2 separate regions of the Oryctolagus cuniculus genome follow, and region 2 is linked to region 1. A link is a contact called in public Hi-C data. All regions are on one chromosome and are shown on one strand. The core of a region is the stretch at or near the end of the contact, and the rest is flanking DNA. Distances in the headings are between cores, read along the strand shown. Region 1 holds the start of SMIM15 (small integral membrane protein 15). Region 2 has its middle 330 kb from the start of ZSWIM6.

Region 1 (5,848 bases), core at 1,368-3,867:
TAAAAGTTAATACAGTATTGAGGTCAGACATTATTCTGTATGTTCAGATTTGATTTATTAAATACTGTCAGATCCAATGACACCTCGGTGGTCCCGCCGAAGCTGCTTCATTTTCCAATGATTTCTCCTCTGGTTGCAGAACCTGTTGATACCTTCAGTCCTTTTTCAGCCGCTTAGCTTTTGCGATATTTTCTTGACGTTTTTGTTTCTTCTTTTGCTCCTTCTCCCTGGCTTCAATCATCTTGGCCAGCTTCCAGGAGAGGACCGCGCTTGCTAGGAACAGCGGGGTGAGGGCCAAGATAACTGTTGTAAGGAAGCCATACGGGTCCTTTGCAGCCCACTCTACAACATACTCAGCCCAGGCCTTTATGTCAAACATCTCGGCAGCAGTCAGGAAAACTGGTCAGGGGGGAGAAACAACAACAGGGCAAAGACTATGTGGTTAATCAAATTTTAAAAAAGTTATACCAAACTGACAACCAGGTAACTCAGAATTTCATTATGATTCCTTAGTTCATTTTTAAAGTACTAAGTAGTACTATTTTAACCAGAACTAATAGCTCCAGGAAAATAATTCAACTAGACAACCAGATTAGGGACACTTAAAAGATACAAAGTTATGGAAGATAAAAAGTAAAAGCCACTTGGAGTCTGTCATACAGAGTATGCATTCTCACATGCTTCCTACAGACTTTTATAACTTCTTGAGTTTTACAAGCTCATTCCAGGAAACAACTGAATCCTGTTTGTCATTCATTAACATATCCTTAGTACTACTGAGTACTAATTAACAAAAGTACCAATCATCAATCGTGTGAAATGCTCTCACAGAAAAGCAGGCAATGGATAGCCATTTTCAGGAGTGGAAGAGAGGCTAAGAGAGCCACCATAACATCGACATTCATATACCAAAAGGCATAAGCAAAAAGTTATGTGCTATTTTATGCTATTTTATGCCCTTTGAGCTTTGAAGATCTCCATTGAAATAAACATAATTTAATCCACGAGAAGAGCAATGATGGCAGGTGCCCTGCATTTTGATCCCTTCTGAGTTGGTAAGGAAGATGGGTCCAGCAAGTGAGGCTGGTGTGGACTTGAGTTCCATTTCCCATTTTGCCCCAAAGGCTTTTCTACCTCCCACATTTGTGTCAACTCCTATTCAAGATGGAGAATTAGAGTAGCTGGGTAGGAAATGGGTGTACAGACAGCCACTTACGATTTCAGCTTGGATTACAAAAAATCATCATTTACCTTATGCTTGAATGGTGATCTCTTAACTTTGCCCAACGATCATCAGTGAGCCAGTTACAATTTCAGATGACCCTCGGTTTTTGGTTTTTGTCACCTCCTCTAGTTCTACTGTATGCTTGCTTCTGAGACGTGGGAAATCTATGCCGGTGATGAGCTGAAAACTGAGAAAAGAAAAAGCACTTAAGTTGCAACTTTCAGGCTACTTGCAATAAAGTGTTAAATGGAAACTGAATTCTATATATGCAACCTAAAACTGACAGGTAAAATTGCTTCTCAATTATAAGCATTTAATACCTTGCCTTTATTTGAGTTTACTACAACTGCCAATGTCCTCTAAGAAATTCCTATTACTGGAAATCAAGTATTTTAAGTTACTTATTTCAAGAATAAAATTATCGATGACGTTCACTAACAGTAAAAAAAAAAAAAAAAAGTTGGTAGTGAGAAGTTACACGGTATTGTTCACTGGATTTGGGTACATCATTACCAACTCAAGCACCTGGCACAAGCAAGGGTTATCTGGTGTACAATTCAGGTCCTTTATAGGAAGAGACAGACCAAAGAAACTTAAATTCATCAGCAATCCCATCCCCTCAAGGCAACTGCCACTTTCATGTCTTTCCATGGTTTCTTCTAATTTTCAACGAAAATCGATTTTCAACCAGAGCACACCCAGGTGTCCTCCCACTTCATTAAATACCTTCGCCCAGACTTCCTACGCCACACGGTCGAACCAGGCTCTTCTGGGATGGATCTTTCTCCAGGCCGACGAGTTAACTACTTCAAGTTTCAGAGATAAGCAAAAGAACTCTGCAATAAAGAGGGGGGTGAAGCAGGAGTCAAGGACCCGTCTTAGGGCAGAAGTTTCAGCTGGGAACACAAGGAAACGAGTTACTGTCCAAAAGGCGCACACGCATCTCCCCTGTCTCCTCTGGGACCTGGGCGCCTGTCTCGTCTCCGTCCCCCGCAAACTGGTCGGCGGGGCTTCCTCTCGCCACCAGCCCTGCCAGGCACCCCACGAGGTAAGGGGGTGCGGGGCCCTGGGCCGCCGCCCGCACTCGCTCCTTTGTCCTTTCCTCCTTCCTTACCCCATCGGGGCCCAGGGCGCTCGGGGCCACGTTCACCGCTGCCCCCGGGCCTGCAAAACGCAGGCTTCCTCGACCCGCCGCGGCCCGGGCGGGGCGCGCACAGCCCCGCAAGCCCGGGGGCCCGCGGTCGACCCCGCCGCACCTTGCGACGCCAGCTCCGCTCCGCTCCGCTCCGCACGGCAGCGGCCGCCACCAGGCTCCACTCCCGCGCGCGCCGGGGGCCCGGACTCCCGCTCCCCGCGCGCCGCCCGGCCGGAAGCAGGAAGGCGGAAGCCGCGGCCCTCGCGTCCCGCCCACAGACGGGCCCCGCCGGGACCTGGGCGTGGGGAGGGCCGGCGGCCAGTTCCGGCTGCGCGGGGGCTCGCTGGGCCCCGGGACCTGGACTTCGAGGACGCGGAGGGGAGGGAGGGCCCGGCGGCGCCGAGATTTCCGGGGAGCGGCAGGTGAGGCCGCGCGGCGCGGGGACTCCCCGCGGGGACCGCAGCCCGACGCGCTGGCCGCCGGCCGGGCGCGAAGGGGTGTGCGACCAGGCGCTGTGCGGCCTCAGGCCTGCAGGAGCGGGTCCGAAACTATGGGGTCTTCCGCGAGGCCGGCCGGGGGAGCAGCACCCGCTGCTGCTGCAGCCGGAGAGCCGGAGGGTCCCGGGGGCGTGAGGTCTCCGGCCGCGGGAGGCCCAGACCCCAGACCCCGAGCGGCGGGGGGGAGGCAATGGTCCCCGGCCCTCACCAGCCGCCGGGTCCAGGCGATGGTGCCCTGACGGATGCTGGCGAGCTGGTGGAGAACCGGCCCGGACGATCGCGAAGTCCTCACGTAGAGCAGACAGACAAAGCAGCCGCGGAGCCGTGAGGGGTCTCCTGAACCTCGTCATGAAGGGGCGATGCAGCCATGCCGCGTGAGAACGGCGTTCTGTTGTTTGTTTGTTTTTAATTTAAGAACTTCACTCATTTCACAAAAGAATGATCGATACTTGTCCAAAGTAAACTTGATAAATAATTAAACTGCCAGGGCATAGAGTTCCCACAGAGGTACTTGTTCTTTCAATACACAAATACAGCGATGCAAAAGTCAACAAGCAGAAAGGGTGAGTTAATATTGTCTTCTGATCTTCAGGAACTGAAAGCTTAGCTCTGCTTTGGTTGGTGACCAGATTTTGCTGTTGCTTGCACGGAGCTGCTCTGTTTGATTACCTCTGGCAAATGTTGCAAGACCTCTTCGCTGTTGTGTGCCAAACAAAGCAGGTTTTTATTCTTGAAAGACCATAGCATGTTCTTTGAGGAGCAAGCTGTGACATGTATAACTAGTTTAGGTATAACAACAGTAACTATTATTTACCAGGGAACAGGCTTTTGGCAGATAATGTAACGATCTAAAATACTGTTCCTTGGGCATATGTTAATGTTTGCATGTTGTATTACCAGCAGTTGTCTTACTCATTCTTGTTTGAAAACCTGGATGATGGTTTCAAAGTCTGCCTGCCTAGACCTCGCCTGTACCTGTGGTAGCCAGAAAGAGCAGACTCAGTCGCAGGATTGTGTGCACTGAAAACTTTACTCGCTAGAATTATCTGGATTTTTTTTAAACACCCAAGCAGTGAATCAAAGAACGGCTTTGAATTTATTATTTTAACACCGTTTCTTCCAGAGGCCAGTTTGAATCCTGGGTAGACGGTTTTTCCAATCACTTCCTCCCAGGAATTGTTCTGGTACATCTCAGGTTAAAAGCATAGGAGTCCCAGGCAGGAAGAAAAGGCACACAAGTCGGAAACCTCTGTAGGCAGGTCTTGCCTGCAATCTAGCCCGTGTCTTCAACAATCGAATTTCACTGATCTAGCTTCTAGTTACGGAGCAGGCTACAAGCCCAGGAACGATTACCAAGGGTTACTTTCTGCAGTGAGTCTGAACTTGGGGGCTGAAGGTCACGGATCCTGTCTCACCACTAGCCTGAATTTGCTGATGCATCACTCGGAACCTGTTTCCTCTTCTGCACACTGGGTGATCTCTAGTGGCTTTTCAGCTTTTAAAAACCTACAAATTAAGGCCGGCGCCGCGGCTCACTAGGCTAATCCTCCACCTTGCGGCGCCGGCACACCGGGTTCTAGTCCCGGTCGGGGCGCCGGATTCTGTCCCGGTTGCTCCTCTTCCAGGCCAGCTCTCTGCTGTGGCCAGGGAGTGCAGTGGAGAATGGCCCAAGTCCTTGGGCCCTGCACCCGCATGGGAGACCAGGAGAAGTACCTGGCTCCTGCCATCAGATCAGCGCGGCGGCCATTGGAGGGTGAACCAACAGCAAAAGGAAGACCTTTCTCTCTCTCTCTTTCTCTAACTGTCCACTCTGCCTGTAATTAAAAAAAAAAAAAAAAAAAAAAAAAAAAAAAAAACCACACACCTACAAATTGAACAGACTCGGCTATTTTTTTGCCTTTTGCTTCATCAACAGCAGCATAGTAAGATATTTAGAAGAAACAGCATTGCCAGTTTTCTTTAGGTCTTCCTTGAACAGATCCTTAATCAGGTTTCTATTCTGTCTTAACTATCTTTCAGAATACCAATTTAGGGGCAAGTGTGAGGAGCAAGTGTTTGGCACAAGAGTTAAGCTGCACTTAAGACACCTGCATCCTGTATTGCAGTGCATGGGTTTCAGTCCCACCTCTACTTTGGAATTAGCTTCCTGCTAATGTGTATCCTGGGAGCCAGCAGGTGATAGCTGAAGTACTTGAGTCTCTACCACCCATGTAGGAGAAACATTAAATCCTGGTTCCTAGCTTCAGCCCTGCTCAGCCCTAGTTATTGTGGGCATTTTGTGAGTAAACCAACTTCAGGTATACTTATATGACTTTAAAGAATTAATTTTATTACTATTTCAAAGAGGATAGTCAAGAATTTTTTAAATGTTCATTTATTTGAGAGACAGAGCTCCCATCCAGTGGTTCACTCCCTAGATGCCCACAATAGTGGGGACGGTAGTACAAAGCCAGGAGCCTGGGCCACAGTCCAAGTCTCCCATATGGTTAGCAGGAACCCACTTACTTGAACCACCACCACTGCCTCCCAGGGACTACATTAACAGGAAGCTGGAATCAGGACCCAGCGATGAGTGTGGAACTCAGGCACGCCAGCATAGGATACAAACATGTTCACTATCCACCCGCATTTTTTTAAAGCTACTTAATGAGTCTTTACTGTGTGCCAGGTACTGAGCGTCATGCTAAAATCCTGAGACCAAAGCCACAGAGCAGGAACTAGAGACCTAAAAAGTTAGACTATTCCAAACACATACAGACAAAATCCTTCCTCTTCTTTAATGTTCACATACTTGGTCAAAAATGCTAATTTTGTAAAATGAAAGTATGTTTTTTGACTGTATAATGGTTATGCAATAATAACAACTAAAATCCCTCCATGCTTCCAAACTGCCTGTTGCCCAGGTGGTGGCAGCATGTCTCAAAGAGCCAGTGCTGGGGAGGTTTTTTGCAACCTCGCCAGTTGAAGGCTACTTCATCCAGCACATGTGAC
Region 2 (5,848 bases), core at 2,080-4,579, 510 kb after region 1:
CGGAGGTAGAAAAACCAGCTAAGAACCCAAATAGTTGCATCTGTCAGGCAGGGGCCCAGCAGTCAGCGGACTGTGATGGAGGCTAATGCACACAAGCATGCTTCCAGGCCAGCTCTCTGCTGTGGCCAGGGAGTGCAGTGGAGGATGGCCCAAGTGCTTGGGCCCTGCACCCCATGGGAGACCAGGAGAAGCACCTGGCTCCTGCCATCGGATCAGCGCGGTGCGCCAGCCGCAGCGCGCCGGCCGCGGCGGCCATTGGAGGGTGAACCAATGGCAAAAGGAAGACCTTTCTCTCTGTCTCTCTCTCTCTGTCCACTCTGCCTGTCAAAAATAAATAAATAAATAAATAAATAAATAAATAAATAAAAGAAGTATGCACAGGGCTAGGAGCATACATGAGACGCCAAGGCCCAGAGTTTAGCATCCTCGGGAGCTGTTAGCCCTTGGGGCTAGGAGCCAAGGGGAGTGATGGGGCCCATGACAGCCGGAGCCTGAAAGAGGAAGCCGGCCTCTTCAGAGATGTGGGACCAAACACTGAAGTGGGGAGGGGCTTCCCTCTCATTGACCAGTGCTGCAGGCCCCACTGAGGGCCAGAGCTGGGCAGAGGGTGTGGGTCACGGGCTGAGCTGGGGTCAAGCGGTGTGGACAGGGACTAACCAGCGCCCAGAGGACACACTTCTCACAACTTCCTGAACTGTCTGCACAGTGGGAGTTGGCGTAAGTCACGCTCGGAGCTCCTGGCATCGTGACTCATAGTCGGATTCCTGGCTTCTGCTTTTCATCGGCCTTCCACACTCACTCGGCCCTGCCTTGTTAGAGCCCGAGGAAGAGCCGCGGGACACAGAGAATTTTGTCATCGTTGGTCACATTGTCCTGCCACCACTGCTCATGAGCTCTTTGACCTTGGAAGTCACACAGTGCGTCTGAGCCTCATCCACCAAGTAGGGAAGCTGGATGGGGCTTCTCTGGGCCTTCAAGGGGGTCTTTGGCTTACTCTCCACTGGAGGCACGTAGTGTTCTGACCGCTTCCAAAGGGGTGAGTCCCCTCCGAAGGGCGCTCTTGTACGCCGAGAGTGGCTTCCAGGCTGCGGAGGAGCTCGGGCCAGGAGGGGACTGAGGGTCATTAGCATCTTATCGACTTTGGCTCTGCTCTGGATCACCGGGATTCGCCGTGAATTGCTTTAATCAACGTTTGAGTCTGCGAGGTACCCAGGCCGAAGGAGTTTTATTTGGAAGATATGTTTGCATTATCGCCCGCGTTCTAGAGAGACGTAACCCCAAGAAACACAGCTGGCAGTGCTGACGCGGCTGCTGGTGGGGCCTTGCTGGAGGATTTAATTTTATTACGCCGATGCAAATGATCTATCCCACAGATGTAAAACAAAGGGACAAGGAACTGATTCCAGTGTCAACATCAGGACGTTTGCCTTAAAATCCCATTCACATAGCTCCCTAAAAGTGATCAGACGCGGAATACATTAGTTTTCTGACTTGGACAAAAACCAGCCTGCACAAAGCAGCAGCCCCATGAGGTTCTGGATAAACCAACCACAGGAAAACTTCAGCGTTTTCATGTCAGTCACAGCTTTTCTTAAGGGCCACGTCGCTGGCTAAGGACTAATGTATTTGGAGAGGAGAAACCACAACAAGCCAGCAGCCCGCCCCGTGTTATTAGGCAGAATCCCCTTAACATCAGGGCTTGGATCAGTTTGCCTTGATTGTGCTGCCTGCCTTATTGTCCGACTTCAAACACGGGGCCCTGGGCGCCACGGCAAGGCAAGGCTGATTGAACTGTCGCCCTGACACGTGTCAGCTGTGAAGAATATGGGCTTCAGTCCGTCACACTCACACATAAATGAGCCATGACAGAGATAGACTGTTGAATAGAAAAGGCAGTTTTCCTGGGGATAACCTTTCTGGAATAAATGCAACAAATAATCAGGTCTGTAGAGGTGGGGCTTGTACCCCAGGAAAGCGGTGGCGTTTGTAACCAAATGGTTATTATCCTTTTGGGCCATCAAAAATTGCCCATTTATCAAACCATGTTATTGGGAGAAAAGGTGAAAGTGCTGTGGTTATCATAGAAATGACGGCTGTTGAGGCGATGCAGTCTTCGATATAACATCACCTAACAAGACACAGTTAGAGCACGCTAGGATTAGAGAAGGAGGCGTCATTTGTGTCCCAAATGCAGTCCACAATTGTTCTCAGAAAACGGTGGCATGGCTGCTAACTAAAAGAGCAGTAAAAAAAAAAATCCAAAACTCTTTTTTTCATGTCTTTAAAACATTTCTCCCTTTTTATTAAAGAAAATAAAAGAACTCCCAGAAGAAATTGTGGAAACTCTACATTTCAATCAAGACAGTCAAAAGAATGATTTGAATTTACAGGCCTGTAATTGGAACAAATTGGAGACAAAAGAAGAGCCTCCTTTAAGCCACGTGACATGGCCACAGTGCTGCTGTGTACAGTGTGCTAAGAAAAAAAATCATGTTTCTTTAAAGCAAAGCTAACTCCACTGTAGGCTCGAAGCAATTTGCATAAACGTCTCTACCATGATCTTCTTTTTTTATTTATGGGCCCTAAGTTTCTAATTAAATACTAATTAATACTATCACTAGAATTGTCTCCCATCCCCAGCTCTTCATAGCTTTGTCACTTTGATTAATGCACAGTCATTTATTAACTTATTTAACAAGCCGGGGTGCCTCATGACAAACTAGATTAAATTATCCTCATAACAGTCTCGTTACTGAAAAAAAAAGGGGGGGGAGTTTTAAACTTAATAAAAATTATCTTCCATAATATTAAAGCTTTTTCGCCACACCCTTGAAGGATAGAAATAGGTTTCTTGTTTGATTTATAATATATGGAGTTGTATAAAGCATCCATTAATAAAATTTATAAGTTCATTTAAGCTTGCACATTACAGTCGTGCAGTAGCCTTGGGTGCTTATTATTTAACTTTTGCTGTAGTTATGAAGATAATTAATGTTCTGACCAGACAGGGACTAAAATACCCACTAGAATGAGATAATTAGAGACATAAATAATGTTTAGGTTCTTGTGTGCTGCTTTCTAAATTAATTGTTTGGTTTCCATCCGTTCTTGATCGAGAACACCGAGACCCACCCAGGCACTCTGAGTGAGGATGCTTCTCCGGGGAGCGCGCCCATGCGGGGCAGTCGGCTGCTTCGGGGGCGCCTTCGGCCCTCGTTGCTCTCTGGCTCCCCCTCGTGGCTAGGCCCCGGTGAGGCGCGCACCGTGCGGCGAGGCCCGCTCGCTGGTTGGTGGACTGCGCAAGGAGCTGAGGAGGGGTGAGGCAGCAACAAGAGCTGGGGGAAGTCTCTCCGTGGAGTGTTGGCCTCTTAGACGCCGCCGAGCAGGAGAGGGAGAGCCCCGGAGGGAGCGCAGCGAGCCTGTGGCAGCAGATCTTCCGCGCTGACCAAGCAGAAGGCAGGAAGGAAGCTGTGGTTCGGGCCCTGCTGGGCTCAAAATAAACGTGAGCGTGGTGCACCCTGAGCTCGGTGCGAGGCGTTCAGCCTCAGCCCGGCTGCTGCTTCCACAGGCGGTCGGCGCGGACTGACGCCCATGCTCTTTTCGTTTTCAGTGTCTTGCGAAAATAGCAGCTGGGGGCAGGTGCCGCGGCAACGTGGTGAACACGGTGGACGGCGACAGCAGAGGGGAACTCCCCCCTGGCCTGAGCATCCGCGGTCTTTGGCTGGCGCTGTGGCCAGCCCTTCTCCGTGGCAAACGAGGAGCAGACGCTGCGGGTGGAAAACATTTCACCATTTGCAAAGTCTTCCGACAGCCCAGGAAGTTCCTTATGCAAGGACTGTGCATGAACCAACTAACCCTTTAATGCCATTTTTTGGGGGTGGCTTTTCTGTAGCCCCCTTGTATTGCTGTCTTCGTCCCTTTGCAATCTTGTGGGACCGGAGAAGAGACTGTCGCTGCGTGCAGCCCGGTCCCCGCCGAGGCCGGATCTCACACCCTGGCCAGCTGGGTCCATCCAGCACCTGAAATCCTTCCTGCTTTTCTGCATCTCGCTCTGTTTCTTCTCTCCTGCTCCCTCCGTCTCCTCCCTCTCACCTTTTGCTCTTATGCTTGATTTAGAGCCGCGGTAGCAATCGCTCTACTTGTGGGAAAAGAGCCGCCTCTCCACGCCGCGGGAGGACGGGCGCCACGCAGATTCTGTGCACATGAGAAGGGTTCAGAGAATGTGCCCTGAGCTGAGCGAGCTACAGGGTCATGACCATCTTCGGTTCATGCGCCATCCCTGGGAGGTGGGGCGATGGCAACCGTCTCTATTGTTTGTAAGTCCTGGCCAAATCGGGGCTGTGGATTCAGCCGCTTTGCTTGAATTTGGTTGCCCGGTGTTCGTCTTGAGTGAGTCAGCCAGGGCCTCTGGGAGCCGAGTGAGAGCTCCGAGGATCAGTCACGGCCCAGCAAGGGCAGAGCCGGCTCTTGGGCAGCGTCAGAGGCTGGAATGCCTGGCGGTCTTTCTCCAGCCCAGCAGCGTCCCCGTGGGCGGGCCTCAAGAGGGGAGGGGCGGAGGGGAATGCTGGGCACATGGACAGGGGACGGTGGAGACTGGGAGAATGGAGGCGGCGGCACTGGTTTTCAGGGGTTCTCAACTCCAGGGGGCAAAGCCATGTCTAAGTGCAGAGTCCCTGGCTCCAGTTTCAGAGTTGCCGAGTTGATGTAGCTGAGATGAGGCCCCGGAATCTGCATTTATGACACGCCCCCCCCCCCCCATTCTGGCTTGAGTTGTGTGTGTGTGTGTGTGTGTGTGTGTGTGAGTCCATGGACCTGCTGTTAGGCGAGACAGACAACAGCAGAGAACCTGACGGGACGTGAGGGAGTCTGGTGAACCCACTCTCTCACGTGCGGCCCTGCAGTGGCTGTCTCGTGTCCACCTGCAGACGGTGATCACCGGCAGAGGCATCGCCAGGTGGTCACTGTGTGTCCACCATGCCCTCTGTGGCCAGAGAGGGAAGGCAGCCCACGTGGCCTGAGTACTGCGCTCCTGCCGCCCATGTGGGAGACCTGGATGGAGTTCCTGGCTCCTGGCTTGAGCCTCTTCTAGCCTCAACTGCTGTAAGCATATGTGGAGTGAACCAGCCAATGGAACATCTCTCTCTCTCTCTCTCTAACTCTGACTTCCAAATAAATACATCTTGGAAAGGAAGGAAGGAAGGAAGGAAGGAAGGAAGGAAGGAAGGAAGGAAGGAAGGAAGGAAGGAAGAGAGAAAGGGAGGGAGAAAGGGAGGGAGGGGGGAACCCAGATGTGATGCAGAATGCAGATGTTTCAACAGCTGGGCTAAGCACCGGCTGCAGGTGTGCTCTTTCCTAATGCCCTACTTGTGGGGCTGTGGACTCGGTTGTGTGAGTGGAACCATTGAAACGCATGGACACAGACACTCATGAATCACTGCATACTTTGTCAACTGGAACCCATATTGGTGTCTTTCAACAAGAGATTTCTCTGAAACTATAGGTAAGAGCCACACGTCTGAGCTCCCTGTAACAGCTTGTGAACACTGGGCGTGTTTGATTTCACGAATTAGAATATGCTACTGGAGCCGGCGCTGCGGCATAGTGGGTGAAGCTGCCACCTGCAGTGCTGGCATCCCATATGGCGACGGTTCAAGTCCCAGCTGCTCCACTTCCAATCCTGCTCTCTGCTGTGGCCTGGGAAAGCAGTAGAAGATGGCCCAAGTGCTTGGGCCCCTGCACCCACATGGGAGACCTGGAAGAAGCTCCTGGCTCCTGGCTTCGGATGCGCGCAGCCCTGGCCATTGTGGCCAATTGGGGAGTGAACCAGTGGATGGAAGACCTCTCTCTC

The links. Hi-C and Micro-C count contacts between places; a contact is called where the count stands out from the background.
Region 2: a contact with region 1 is called in a Hi-C map of an unstated tissue, with 3 times the contacts expected there. The contact joins the enhancer-like site here to the promoter of SMIM15 in region 1. A contact is called at or near these places in 2 of 6 Hi-C or Micro-C datasets (ear pinna and an unstated tissue).

The regions. Positions count from the first base shown.
Region 1 is chr14:82,008,744-82,014,591 of mOryCun1.1, forward strand. It overlaps SMIM15 (small integral membrane protein 15), which reads right to left and starts at 2,618. Exons shown (of 4, transcript XM_070056740.1): 1 at 2,482-2,618; 2 at 1,952-2,061; 3 at 1,252-1,405; 4 at 1-399. The coding sequence starts at 379. The coding sequence ends at 155. The region is part of intron 3 of NDUFAF2 (NADH:ubiquinone oxidoreductase complex assembly factor 2); the gene reads left to right.
Region 2 is chr14:82,515,747-82,521,594 of mOryCun1.1, forward strand. No RefSeq gene overlaps it. Among named protein-coding and RNA genes, the nearest start is that of ZSWIM6, 330 kb to the left of the region's middle. Within about 2 kb of position 3,330, at least 1 of the 8 cell types and tissues checked has an H3K27ac peak or open chromatin away from gene starts, as enhancers often do.